Linked DNA regions of Mus musculus: regions 2 and 3 are each linked to region 1. Evidence: chromatin contacts called from public HiChIP or PLAC-seq and promoter capture Hi-C data. All regions are on one chromosome and are shown on one strand. Each heading gives the region's core, a stretch centred on a gene start, on an enhancer-like site or on the middle of the called end of the contact. The rest is flanking DNA. Distances are from core to core; before and after follow the strand shown.

Region 1 (3,744 bases), core at 1,183-3,682:
TTCCTTAGGATTTGAGTTCAGTTCCCACCACCCACACCTGGTAGCTTCACACACTGTCTGTAACTCCAGTTCCAAGAGATCTGATACCCGTATGTATTCATGGAGACCAGAAACATGTACTATCTATCTCATTCATGTACTATCTCATGATACATAAATACATACTCAAAAATCAAGTGAATCTTTAAAAATATAATTTGTTAGGAAAACATTGTTTTAATTAATTACTGCAGTGTATTGTATCATTTCCCTTTTGGGGGGGAGGGGGTTTGAGACAGGGTTTCTCTGTATAGCCCTGGCTGTCCTGGAACTCACTTTGTAGACCAGGCTGGCCTTGAACTCAGAAATCCGCCTGCCTCTGCCTCCCGAGTGCTGGGATTAAAGGCGTGCGCCACCACGCCTGGCTCATTTCCCTTTTTTTATTGCTAACTTTTTGTGGCTTAGTTGAATTAAGCTTGGTGGTTAGGTATGTGCAGAATAAGTACACACACATATGGTTCGGTACCATTTTTATTTTGGTTATAAATTGGGGTTGGGGAGGGCTTGGAATGTATCTGCAAAGATAATTCTAGGGCAGAATATAAAGATGGGGGAAATTACTGGAACATGGAAGGAAAAGAAGATATTCATCCCAGAGCTGAGTCCACTTCTACCAATGAGAGGCAAGACTTCCAGCACAATTAGTGACATTTGCTGTAAAAGTTGAACACACACACACACACACACACACACACACACACACACACACACGTTAAAATAGCTATGAGCCAAGCTTAAGGACAGGCCACAAATGACCTTGGAAGTACCTCATTTCTTTTTCTAGACATTTTCTAGAAATCTCAAACAAGAACTTTTTTTTAAAAGAAGATTTACTTATTATTATAGATAAGTACACTGTTGCTGTCTTCAGACACACCAAAAGAGGGCATCAGATTTTATTACGGGTGATTGTGAGCCACCATACGGTTGCTGGGATTTGAACTCAGGACCTTCGGAAGAAGAGTAGTCAGTGCTCTTATCTGCTGAGCTATTTTGACAGGCCAAGAAATTTGTTTACAGTAAAGATAGCCTATCTTTCAAAATTAGGGTGATCTAGAATTTTACAGTATCAATTGAAACCTGGAGGGCACGCCTGTGGGATTACCCCAGTATCTCATTTAAGTTCTTTGCTCATCCTTTGAAGACAATAGTTTCAAAACTGGCCTGAATGATATATATCGGAAATGGTATATACTGGAAGGAAAACAAAGAGAAAGCCTCAGAGAATGCCCAGCTGTGTTCTGGAGTGTGCCTTCATCGTACCCTAAGTGTCTCTATCTACTCTAAAATACCCTTTAACAGGCCTCAATCCTGCAGCCTACGAGCTAATTCTAAAAATTCTGCATTAAAGCAAAGGTTGAGAATTTTAAAATCTAAATGACTAGGGAACAGACAGGCTGAAGAGCGGCAGCACTGAACAGACAGGCTGAAGGGCGGTAGCCTGACCCCTGCCATGGCTACTGAAATTCTAAATCTAACATTCAGTGCTATATGGAATATTAAGTACTTTCGCCTCTTTCTAGATTGCCTGTATTGAGAGGGTTACACGATCTTGCAGCTTTTTCTATGCACACACACAATTTCAGGCTATTGTTGCTACTATATATTTATTTTTATTTTCCTGATTCGGTTACTCTGAATAGCCTTGGCTGTCCTGGAACTCACTCTGTTGTCCAGGGTGGTCTCAAACTCTAAGATTCATCTGCCTCTGCCTCTCTGCTGGGATTAAAGGCGTGCGCCACCATTGGTCAGCTGTTGTTTCTGTATCTCCAGACAATGGCTGGATTATAGGGTGTCCACAAACTCAATTCTCCTGTCTTGGCTGTGTTGGGATTATGTGTGCACCTCACATACGTGTGGCAAAAACACAATTTTGACTCTTCAAAAATGGTACCTGTGCCCTACAAGGCTTTTGGATACATCAATGGTCTATATTGACCATCAAAGTCCATTTTGTATGAAGGAGAAGAGTATGGAACCTGTCACATTATTTGGGAGGAGAGGGTGTAGTGAGAGTTTTTAACAGGGCAAAACCAGTGAGTGTGAACAGAAAAGATATACAAGAAGAAAAGTCCAAAGTCCTCTTCATCCCTTTCCTTCTAGTAGTGTGGCCTTGAGGGTCAGCTGGATCATCCCAGTGGACACCACAGTAGAGTAGACTAGGGCCTAGGTCTTGGCCTTCTAGGCCAGCCCAGGCCATGGCCAGGCCTTGGATGCCTGGGGTCACAGACTTAACCACAGACTGTGGGGTCCTCAGCATCTGGAAGGCACAGGCCTTGCCCTAAGTGCCAGAGCCCCCTCGCCCACGGTCTTGGGGGTGGGGCGGCCTTGCCTCGGGCCGGTGCCTTTCGCCCTTCGTTGGCCGCCAGAGGCTCCCTCTCTCCCTCTCCTGGGATTTCGCTGCTGGGCTCCCTCTCTTTGCGGCCCTAGAGTTAATCCCATCAGCCGAGGTGAGGCACCTGTTACCCCGGGGCCCTCCTCATCCCCGCGGCCTGATCCCTAAGTCCATCGGGCCTCGCGGGCCTCAGGGCCCGGCGTGGGGGGCCCCGCACGTGGGCCGAGCGGCGTCCCCGATCCCAGGCCGCAGGCGAGGGTGCCCGCTTGCGCGTCGGGTCCCCAGGCCGGGCCGCCATGGCTGGGGTGGAGGTGGGGGGTGGGGGTGGGGGGAGCGCAGCGCGCGTCCCGGGGCCGCCCCGCGCGGGCAAGACGCGCGTGGGGGGCCGAGGCGCGAGTGCAGGCGGCCGCCGCGCGCGCCGCGCCGTGACGAGCGGGCGGAGGGCACACGGTCGGCGCCGAGCCCCGCACGGTCACGGGGGGGCGGGGGGGAAGAGCGCCGAAGGAGTCCGACCTCCCGCCCGGGCCGCTCGGTAAGGGGGCGGCGTGCGGGTGGCGGGGCGGCGGGAGCGCGGGGACGCGGCGGCGTGCACAAAGGCGGACCCGCGGGCGGGTGGGGGTGGACTGCGGTCCGGGAGCGCCAGGGTGAGGAGGGAGGCTTGATCCTCTGCGGGATCTATTGTTTCCCCGGCACACTGGGAGGAAAAGCAGAGGCATTCGTGTGATTGTCACCCTAGCCTTTGCTCTCCCTCCGCTCCAGTGTGGCCGGCGAGCTCGTCTCTCCCCCGGTGCCACAGACCGGGATCCGCCTGGCAGCGGCCCGGAGCCGCCGCCAATGTGTTAGGACTTCAGGTGCTTCTTGGCACCAGGCTAGACTGCGACCTCCTCCTGCCTTAGCGCCTGGCGTCACCTGCTCTCCCGGCCCTGCCCCGGGGGCCGAGGGATGGCGTCCCGAACCGGGCTGGGGAAAATCAATCGGCTGCCTCTCAAGTTGGTGTTATTTATGTTTGTCTTTTGTGAGGGCAGGTTTTTGAATCCCCGGCGGCCCCCTTCGCCCCCGCCGCCCCCGCCCCCTCGTGCTTGAATTGGCGGTGGGAGGGAGCGGGGTGTGCAGCTAGGGGAGAGGGGAGGGTGTTTATGGGTAAAAAGGACATTGTCAACGCTTTCCAAAAAGGAAAGAAAGAAATAAAGGAAAAAACAAAAACAAAAAACAAAAAACAAAAACAAAAACCAACCCAAACCACAGGCACCACACTCCTCTCTTGTTTGCCTGCATGGGCCATGCATGCATGCATGCGTGCCTGCTGGGCCAGGAAGCGAGTTTTGGAGCTGATTTAAGTGAAAGTGTAAGCTCTCTCAGCTGATGGTGCG
Region 2 (3,912 bases), core at 1,076-3,575, 330 kb before region 1:
TGGCATACACCAATGCTGTGTGCAGGAGGCCGGGGGTCTCTGGCATGCACCAATGCTGTGTGCAGGAGGCCGGGGGTCTCTGGGCTCTTGGGCCAGCCAGTGAGGCCAATTGGCATACTCTAGATTTAATGTGAGATGCTGTCTGAAAATCTAGGGTCAAAGACATGTGACTAATTGCTGGTTTCACCTGCATATACACATGTGTGCATGTGCACACTGCAAACACGAAATCTCGGAAGCTGAAGAAAGGCATTGGTGTCGTGATAAGCAGAAGTGAACATGAAAATAGTCAGTGAACTTGATGGTAAAAGAAAAGAAACAGTAGGCTATTGACAGCAGAACCACCCATAATGTCAGAACTTGGGAGACTGAGGCAGGAGGGACATAGGTTTGAGGCTAGAGTAAGCACTATGGCAAGACCATAAATAAATGTAATTGAGGGGGAGGGGCAGAGAGAGGGAGAATATGCCCAAATTTCCAATCAAAATATACCTCAAAAAAATTGAAATAAACCAAAGAGAGTGTTCAGAAGACTGAGCAGCCAGCCATGGTATCACAGGATTTAGGGTGTGTATACTTGGATTCCCGGGATAAGATGAAGGAATGCGGGAGGGGAAATACTTGAAAACACAGCCCCAAATCCCCAACAGTTGGTAAAGGGAAAAAATGCACACAGTCAATAGAGGCTTGTTACATCCCAGCGTGATCAATATGAAAAAGCTACGGGCTGACACTTCATAGTCTATCTGCTGAAAGTCAAAGTAGACGAGAGCAAACTCTTAGAAGCAGACAGAAAAGCAAGCAGGCTTACAAACAAGAAGGGTAAGGAACAATGATTCAAATAAATTGGATTTCACGTTTGAAACTGTGGAGGACAGAACTCCATGAATTCAAATTGCCGAAAGAAAAAGCATCAGCAACACATAGCTCCATGTTCAGTCAAAATGTCCAAAGAAGTGGGGGGGGGAGAGGGAGGGAGGGAGAGAGGGAAGGAGGGAGGGGGAGGGAAGGAGGGAGAGAGGGAGGGAGAGAGAGAGAGAGGGAGGGAGGGGGAGAGGGAGAGAGGGAGGGAGAGAGGGAGAGAGGAAGAGAGAGAGAGAGAGAGAGAGAGAGAGAGAGAGAGAGAGGGCAAGGCGTGTAAGTACAGTGACAGAAACTTGTTTTCTAATTGATTTGTTGAAATCCTGAGTGAATTTCTTCAGCCCGAAGAGAAATGATTCCAGATGAAAACTGGAGTTCTTATGGAGTGACGATACTTAGAAATGTAGACATCTGGATAGATATAAAATTTATGTAACCACTTAATCTTTAAAATGTGTGTGTCTGTACATACATGTTTAGGTAAAATAAAAAAGTAAGAAATTTTCAGTGGTCACAGTAACTTAGGCTAAGGCAGGAGAGTTGACAAAAGTTCAAGGCCATTCATTCTGAGGTTCATGTTTAGTTCCAAGAATGCATAGGCAAACAGCAAACATCAATCATAGAATGTATAAAATGCCTTGTAGACTTACAGTTTCTATAGATGTGACACATCTGGTAATTGGCTCCATAAAGGAAACATAGGGAGATAATAATCCAATACCCTAGCACTGACAATGTTAGGTTTCATGTGACCTAGCAGATTGTTAACCTTAGAGTTAGAGCAAAACATTAAATGAGCAACCACTTTGTTAGAAGAATTTTTTTAAAGTGATTTTCCTCATGTAATATCTATTCTGAATTCTTACATATATACATACACACGTATAGATAGATAGATAGATAGATAGATAGATAGATAGATAGATAGATAGATAGATAGATAGATGGATGGATAGATGATAGATAGAGAATATTTGTGAAGAAATTTTAATCAACTTCTTTTATTGACGCAGCTCCCACCTGAGTTATCATTAGACTCAACCCATGTTTGATATAAAAGTAAAATAAATAAATAAGTAAATGCAGTGTTGGCAGTAGTATCCATCCCTACTGATGTCTTTGTGGGACAGCACTGTCATGGGTCATGTTTCCTGAACCATTAAAAGATATCCCACTCAGATGTGAAAGTGTGTTTGTTTCAGAGTACTCAGATTTATGGCTTGAGTTTCACTGATTTCCTACGTGACTGTTCTATTTGTCTGTGACTTAAGTAAGATGATAATAAAACACAGTGTGCAGAGCTGCTGGGGAGATTAAAGGAAGCCACGGACATTGCTGACCACAGTACCGGAGGGGAAAAAAAGAAAGAAAATGGTTGATTTGAGTCGCACTGACTGAAGGAAGTATTGCATTTGACAGCGCTCTCTGTGAGTTCTTTAAAACTTGGCAATCCCTACTTATCACATATGTTAATTCTGTGCTCACTGCAGTTACTGTTTCTAACACTATGTTATGTAACTCCACTGCATTAAGGAAGCCATTCCTGGAGCCCAGTGTTTTGTGTCGGCATATAAAAAAACAAGATTGATATTAGCTATGAAGTAATAGTAAACATTAAAACTGCATCTGTCATGAGCCTGACACATTTTAATACTTTGAAAATTAACATTATGCTCCACCACAAGCTGGCCATATAAAGTAGACAGCAAGGAAACTCAGGCAAAAAGAGGCTAAATAATCGATCCAAAAACCCCATCTAATAGGATACAACCCTAATAAAGATAGAGAATCAAGATTCTGGTCCAGGGCTTGTTCCTCAGCCACATTGCTATACTGCCTCTCAGAAATCTAATTTAGGTTCTAATTATCCATAGTGCAACACATTTAAAGGTCATCCTAAATAACAATTTCTGGATCCTGCAGGTATCAGTCCGTTTCTGGCCAAAGGGCCCATAAGAGCTGTCAAAAGCTCCCTGCTCCATGTGTCCTCTTTCACGATGAACAGAAATAGAAAAGCTCACACTGTCCCAGTCTGTACAGCATCCGCCAACATATACCAATTGCTACATTCTTATTCTCTGCTGTGCTGGCGGGGAAAGAATTAGCAGGGGGTGAGAAATTGGTGGGGGAGGCTCTTGCGCAATGGGAAATAACATGTGAAAAGCAATTGAATCCCATGTGGGTAGTCATTTCTCGCTCCCATGTGTTCAGGATTTCTCTCTGTGTTCTGTGTCTCTGTCTCTGTCTCTGTCTCTGTCTCTGTCTCTCTCTCTTTCTCTCTCTCTCCATGTTGACAGCTTCTCTGGGCTTGACTGAAAGTCACATGGCACTGAGTCTCCAGGCTGCCTCCTGAGGAATGACATAAAAGTCACTTTAGAATACTGGTTACTGATTTAAGGCATTTGTCACCGTGGAGTCACTCAGTATTGAATAAGACTTGAAAAGCTTTACCAGAGTTTAAATTCAACCACAAAATAATGGCTTCTTTTTAGGTTTAGATACTAACTATAGCGGATCATTACTTCGTGTTTCAGAAACAAATGATCAGCACCTTCCAATTTAGATTTTTTTCTGTAATATATCACAATCACACTCTGCCTGAATGCTTTCTGTTTAGGAATTGGCTCAGCAAATATATATTTGAAGAATATACATATATATGTGATATATATCAGATACCTTCCCTGTTGGTCAAGATGGCAGTGGTTTTATTGTGTCCCTTACTATTGTTGGGTCTAGTCAAATCTAGGCTTTGTCTACATGGTTGGAAATAATTTAATCATTTATCAGTATTCCTTCTGGGGGGGGAAAAGATAACTTCCAAATTTTACACCCTTGTTTTTCAATTCTCATTTAATGTTCCAGGCCCTTAGGGAATCACAGTTCTTACACTTAAACAAGTTTAGTGAAATTGGGTTAGATTCTCTTTAGAAAAAAAGTCAAATCACTATAGAAATGAATGTTTGCTATCCAGGGGTTATGCAAAAGATACAGAGATTAGTGGGATAGAGGGTGCAAAATAGTCACCTAAGTATGAAACTATGGGAAAAC
Region 3 (3,695 bases), core at 1,077-3,576, 350 kb after region 1:
GGGAAGAGGAGAAGAGGGGAAGAGGGGAAGAAGGGAAGAGGGGAAGATGGGGGAGAGGGGGGAAAGAGGGGAGAGATAAAGAGGGGAGAGAGAAAGAGGAGGGGGAGAGAGGAAGAGGGGAGAGATAAAGAGAGGAGGAGGGAGAGGAAGAAGGGAGGGTAGAGAGGGGTGGGTAGAGAGAGGAGAGGGGGAAAGAGGGAGGGGGAGAAGATACAGGGAGAGGGGGAGGGGGAGAGGAAACAGGGAGAGGGGAAGGGGGAGAGGAGAGTGTGGACAGGGAAGAGGGGAGAGGGGGAAAGGGGAGGGTGGGGGAGGAGAGGGGAGAGAGGGAGAGGGGAAAGAGGGAGAGGGAGTTGGCAAAGAAGAAATAGTAACTGAAATTCATCACATGATGGAGAAATGCCCTTAAGGAGACATACTGAGAAAAGCCATCTAGACGCTGGTCTGTGGATGCTCTGTTGAGACTATACATCGGGGTATTCTGAAAAAGAATCCTGTTTGTGCGGAAGCCACACCAAGAAGTAATAGAGAATAAAATAATTTAGTAGACTCAGGGAAATGATGACCAAGAAATTCTGCTCCCTCTTCTTGGTCCTGCCCTGTACTTACCGAGGCCCTCAATCAGGTGGCAGTTTTGTGGTTCTGTGGCCTTTATTTCTCGAGTTGTACTAACTCGTTCTCTGTAGAAGATAAAAATCAACAGGAAGAAAGCAACATGGAGGTCAAAGCACTCATCCCAAGTAGACACCTGGAACAGGCAGGGAGGTCTTTCAGTCACTTTCCTGATGTGACAATTATGGCACTGCCTTTCATGGAGGCCGTAACAACGCCTCTGGTTTATAGTTACATAATATGTCTCACGTAACCACTGTGCCTACAGAAGCTAACTTCACAGTTATTGCTGAAAGAATAAAGTAGAATTCTATACGAAATATAAGACCCCACTTAATGCTAGGCAGAACCGAACACTATTCTTCATTTAAAGGAACAAAACAGCATTACAAAAAACAAACAAACAGCATTACATCATATTCTTAACTATTACCTAATATGAATCTGTACTTACCCATTTCATATTTTCTTGTTTTCTTTGGACCTCCTTCCTCCAGTAGGGAGAAAAAAATTCCAAATTTCTCTGAGGTCTCCAAGGAGCTGAACTGATAACTTTAGCTCTAACTTCCTCATTTCAACTAAGCTTATGCTGACTTATCTTAGCAAAGGTACCTTATGGACCTGACACTACTAAAGGCATTAGTTAGCCAAAGTGCTTTTCAGCACAGCGCTCTTACCTTGCACTGAAATAGACTTCTAAATACTAGGTAGAAATTAAAATATTAATTGAACTGTATTCAAGAAGACTGAAGGTAGATTTATCTTTTGATCATTTATAAAAATTATCCTTTAGAGGTATGGTTTTAACACTTGGGGGTGAGGGTGGGGAGGCAAGTGTTAGTCTTCCTAGCTGTACCACTCTTAAATTTACTATTTGAAGATTCTGCCATTTGTTGTTTGGGGAGCAGGCGGGACAACGAGCCCTCTCAAGCTGGACTAGAAAGCGTTGCCAACAGACATCAGTGTCTGAACAGATTGCAGCAGCGAACCTCTGAGACTAGTCACTCCTCAGAGAAAGAATAAAAACAACTAGATGACAAGCAGAGGCCTTAGCCCCAAGTAGCAATAAGGGGAGGGAGGAGAAGAACCCACCTTTAAAAAAAAAAATCTTTCAGATCAAACTGAGTTTGCTTGAGACAGTAATTCCGGGAGGGTTTCCCTGCCGGATCTTCTACTTCAAAAAGTCAACTACCCTTCAAGTCAGTTCCTGTCCGCGGGGTTCAGCTCTCTTCCCTGTTTCCTGGCTCATCTTCCAATGTGGCATGGGTTCTGGAACGGCCCGCACTTTCAGTGTCTGAGTCAGCTATAAACACCCAGCTGCTAGTCTGATCCCCTCCCCCAAGTCCAACACTTCCAAATGACTTGGTCTTTCACAAAGGCAATGTAGCAGAAGACCTGGAAAAGGTACCCAACCTTCAGAAATCAAACGTGGGCTTTCCTACCCTGGCAGCCTAGAAAGGCACGCAGCTGTCCCCTTTGCTAGTGAACGAGTCTCAAGGAGAAGGTCACTAAGAACTGAGGTTCCAAAACTGCTCCTTTCCGGAAGGAAACGCTAGGAAGTTGGAAGCAGGAGTTCCCTGATGTGGACTAGAAAGGAAAGAGCTGAAGCCATCTCCATGGAGATGCCCACTCACCTAAAATTCAGCAGCCTTTCCCCTATTAAGGCCAGACAGGCTCCCAGCAAGGTCAGCGCCACAAGCTTCCCCATGGTGTCTGGGTGCCTTAGGCAAAAAGCAGGAAGACTGGTGCCGCTCTGGGGCGCGGACTCAGGGTCCCGCCCACTGATCAGTCCCTTGTGCCCCGCCTGCCTGCACCTCCTGGCAGTTGTGCTGATCCTTTCTAGCAGTCTTGGGAGTTTTGCTCTCTCCTGCGCCAAGGCTCAAAGCCACCTCCACATGGAGGGCTCAAAGCCACTTGTCTACTTGAGTTTCAAGGGGATTTTTGTTCTTCTGATTCAAGTCCACCTTTATTAGCGATGGTTCAAGGCCACTTTAATGTGCAGATTCTAAGGCTGGCTCTCCAGGCAAGCGGTCCAAGAACATATTTCTGCCTAGGCTAAGGTCAGCTAAACTCTGGACCATTCAGGTTTGAACTCACAAGCTGGAATCCTCACGGTGTGGAAAATTTGTTTCTTAAAGTCACAGAACTCAATTAACCTCAGCTTCTCCAGTGGAGTGATGTGAGAGAGCTGCCTGGGAAGCCAGAGTTCATAGACTAAAGCTTCAGAGTTCTGGCAGGCTGCATGTAAGAGGAGAAATTGCTCCATATACACCCTGAAGAAGAAAATCCTGAAAGACGAGCCCTTTGGCTCATCCTTCTCGAGGAACCAGAGCTCTGAACTTTGGCTCAGAACTTCCTGGTGCCTTCATGGTGGTAGACAAGTCCATCTGTCTGGCAATCTGGAAGATGAGCAGAATGTAATAATATTAATAATAATAATGATAATAACATCAACAACAATATATCGTTTTTATGGGAGAGTCTTACTCTTCTGTGAATTTCAGGTCTTTCCAATGAAGAGCAAACTTTCCTTTCAGATAAACAATACTGTTGGAGAGACTGAAGATGGCCAGACACTTGAGTTTAGGGAACATCGCACCTTCAAGGATCATCTCTTTTTAGTTACTAATAGGAGGTAGCAGCAGCAGAATTCAGTTTAAAAAGAGAGCTTTTTTTTGAAATAGGTAGATTTTATAGGACTAAGGTGTAGCGTCCGCTCTTGACCAGCAAGAACAACACGACCACCAGTCCTTCTAACAACAGTTTATTCAGCAAACTTCCGTCTTCATCTCTCTCACTTCAACTTTCTCTCTCATCTTTTTTCCTTCTCTGACCCAGGCCTCTCACTCTTATATACTCTCAGCCCTCATCCACTCACAGCAGGCCACGTCACCTCACCAGGCACGCAGCTTCAGCTAATCAGGGCAGCAGGGGCATGTCTCCACCAAAATGGATTCGCCAGTATCCTGGTGCACCTGCGCAGCTCTCATGATGGTTGTGGCTTATTTTCAGATGTATGAGGAAGTCAGGTGCAAGACATAAGACTTAGCTGCAGTCCCTGGCGCCTTCTTGGGACTGCTGCC

What was found. Promoter capture Hi-C pulls out the DNA fragments that hold promoters and counts their contacts. HiChIP or PLAC-seq counts read pairs in DNA pulled down with a chosen protein or histone mark.
Region 2: a contact with region 1 is called in a promoter capture Hi-C map of hippocampal neurons, with 2.3 times the contacts expected there. The contact joins the enhancer-like site here to the promoter of Ppp1r9a in region 1. A contact is called at or near these places in 5 of 39 promoter capture datasets (hippocampal neurons, liver, maxillary cranial neural crest and 2 more), 4 of 484 Hi-C or Micro-C datasets (cerebral cortex, myocytes, nephron progenitors and 1 more), 7 of 115 datasets of contacts at active chromatin or transcription factors (bone marrow-derived macrophages, cardiomyocytes, craniofacial prominence and 4 more) and 2 of 9 other capture datasets (embryonic stem cells and liver).
Region 3: a contact with region 1 is called in an H3K4me3 HiChIP or PLAC-seq map of bone marrow-derived macrophages, with 2.7 times the contacts expected there. The contact joins the promoter of Pon3 here to the promoter of Ppp1r9a in region 1. A contact is called at or near these places in 2 of 115 datasets of contacts at active chromatin or transcription factors (bone marrow-derived macrophages and embryonic stem cells).

What each region holds. Positions count from the first base shown.
Region 1 is chr6:4,900,543-4,904,286 of GRCm38.p6, forward strand. Ppp1r9a (protein phosphatase 1, regulatory subunit 9A) reads left to right here and starts at 2,433. Exons shown (of 16, transcript NM_001363809.1): 1 at 2,433-2,489. It overlaps Gmfg-ps (glia maturation factor gamma-like), which reads right to left and starts at 2,672. Exons shown (of 5, transcript XM_030255708.1): 1 at 2,506-2,672. The coding sequence starts at 2,672.
Region 2 is chr6:4,575,611-4,579,522 of GRCm38.p6, forward strand. No RefSeq gene overlaps it. Among named protein-coding and RNA genes, the nearest start is that of Gm33959, 9.5 kb to the right of the region's middle. Within about 2 kb of position 2,326, at least 5 of the 459 cell types and tissues checked have an H3K27ac peak or open chromatin away from gene starts, as enhancers often do. A contact at or near this core is called in hippocampal neurons, where this site is marked.
Region 3 is chr6:5,253,907-5,257,601 of GRCm38.p6, forward strand. Pon3 (paraoxonase 3) reads right to left here and starts at 2,327. Exons shown (of 9, transcript NM_173006.2): 1 at 2,247-2,327; 2 at 610-680. The coding sequence starts at 2,320.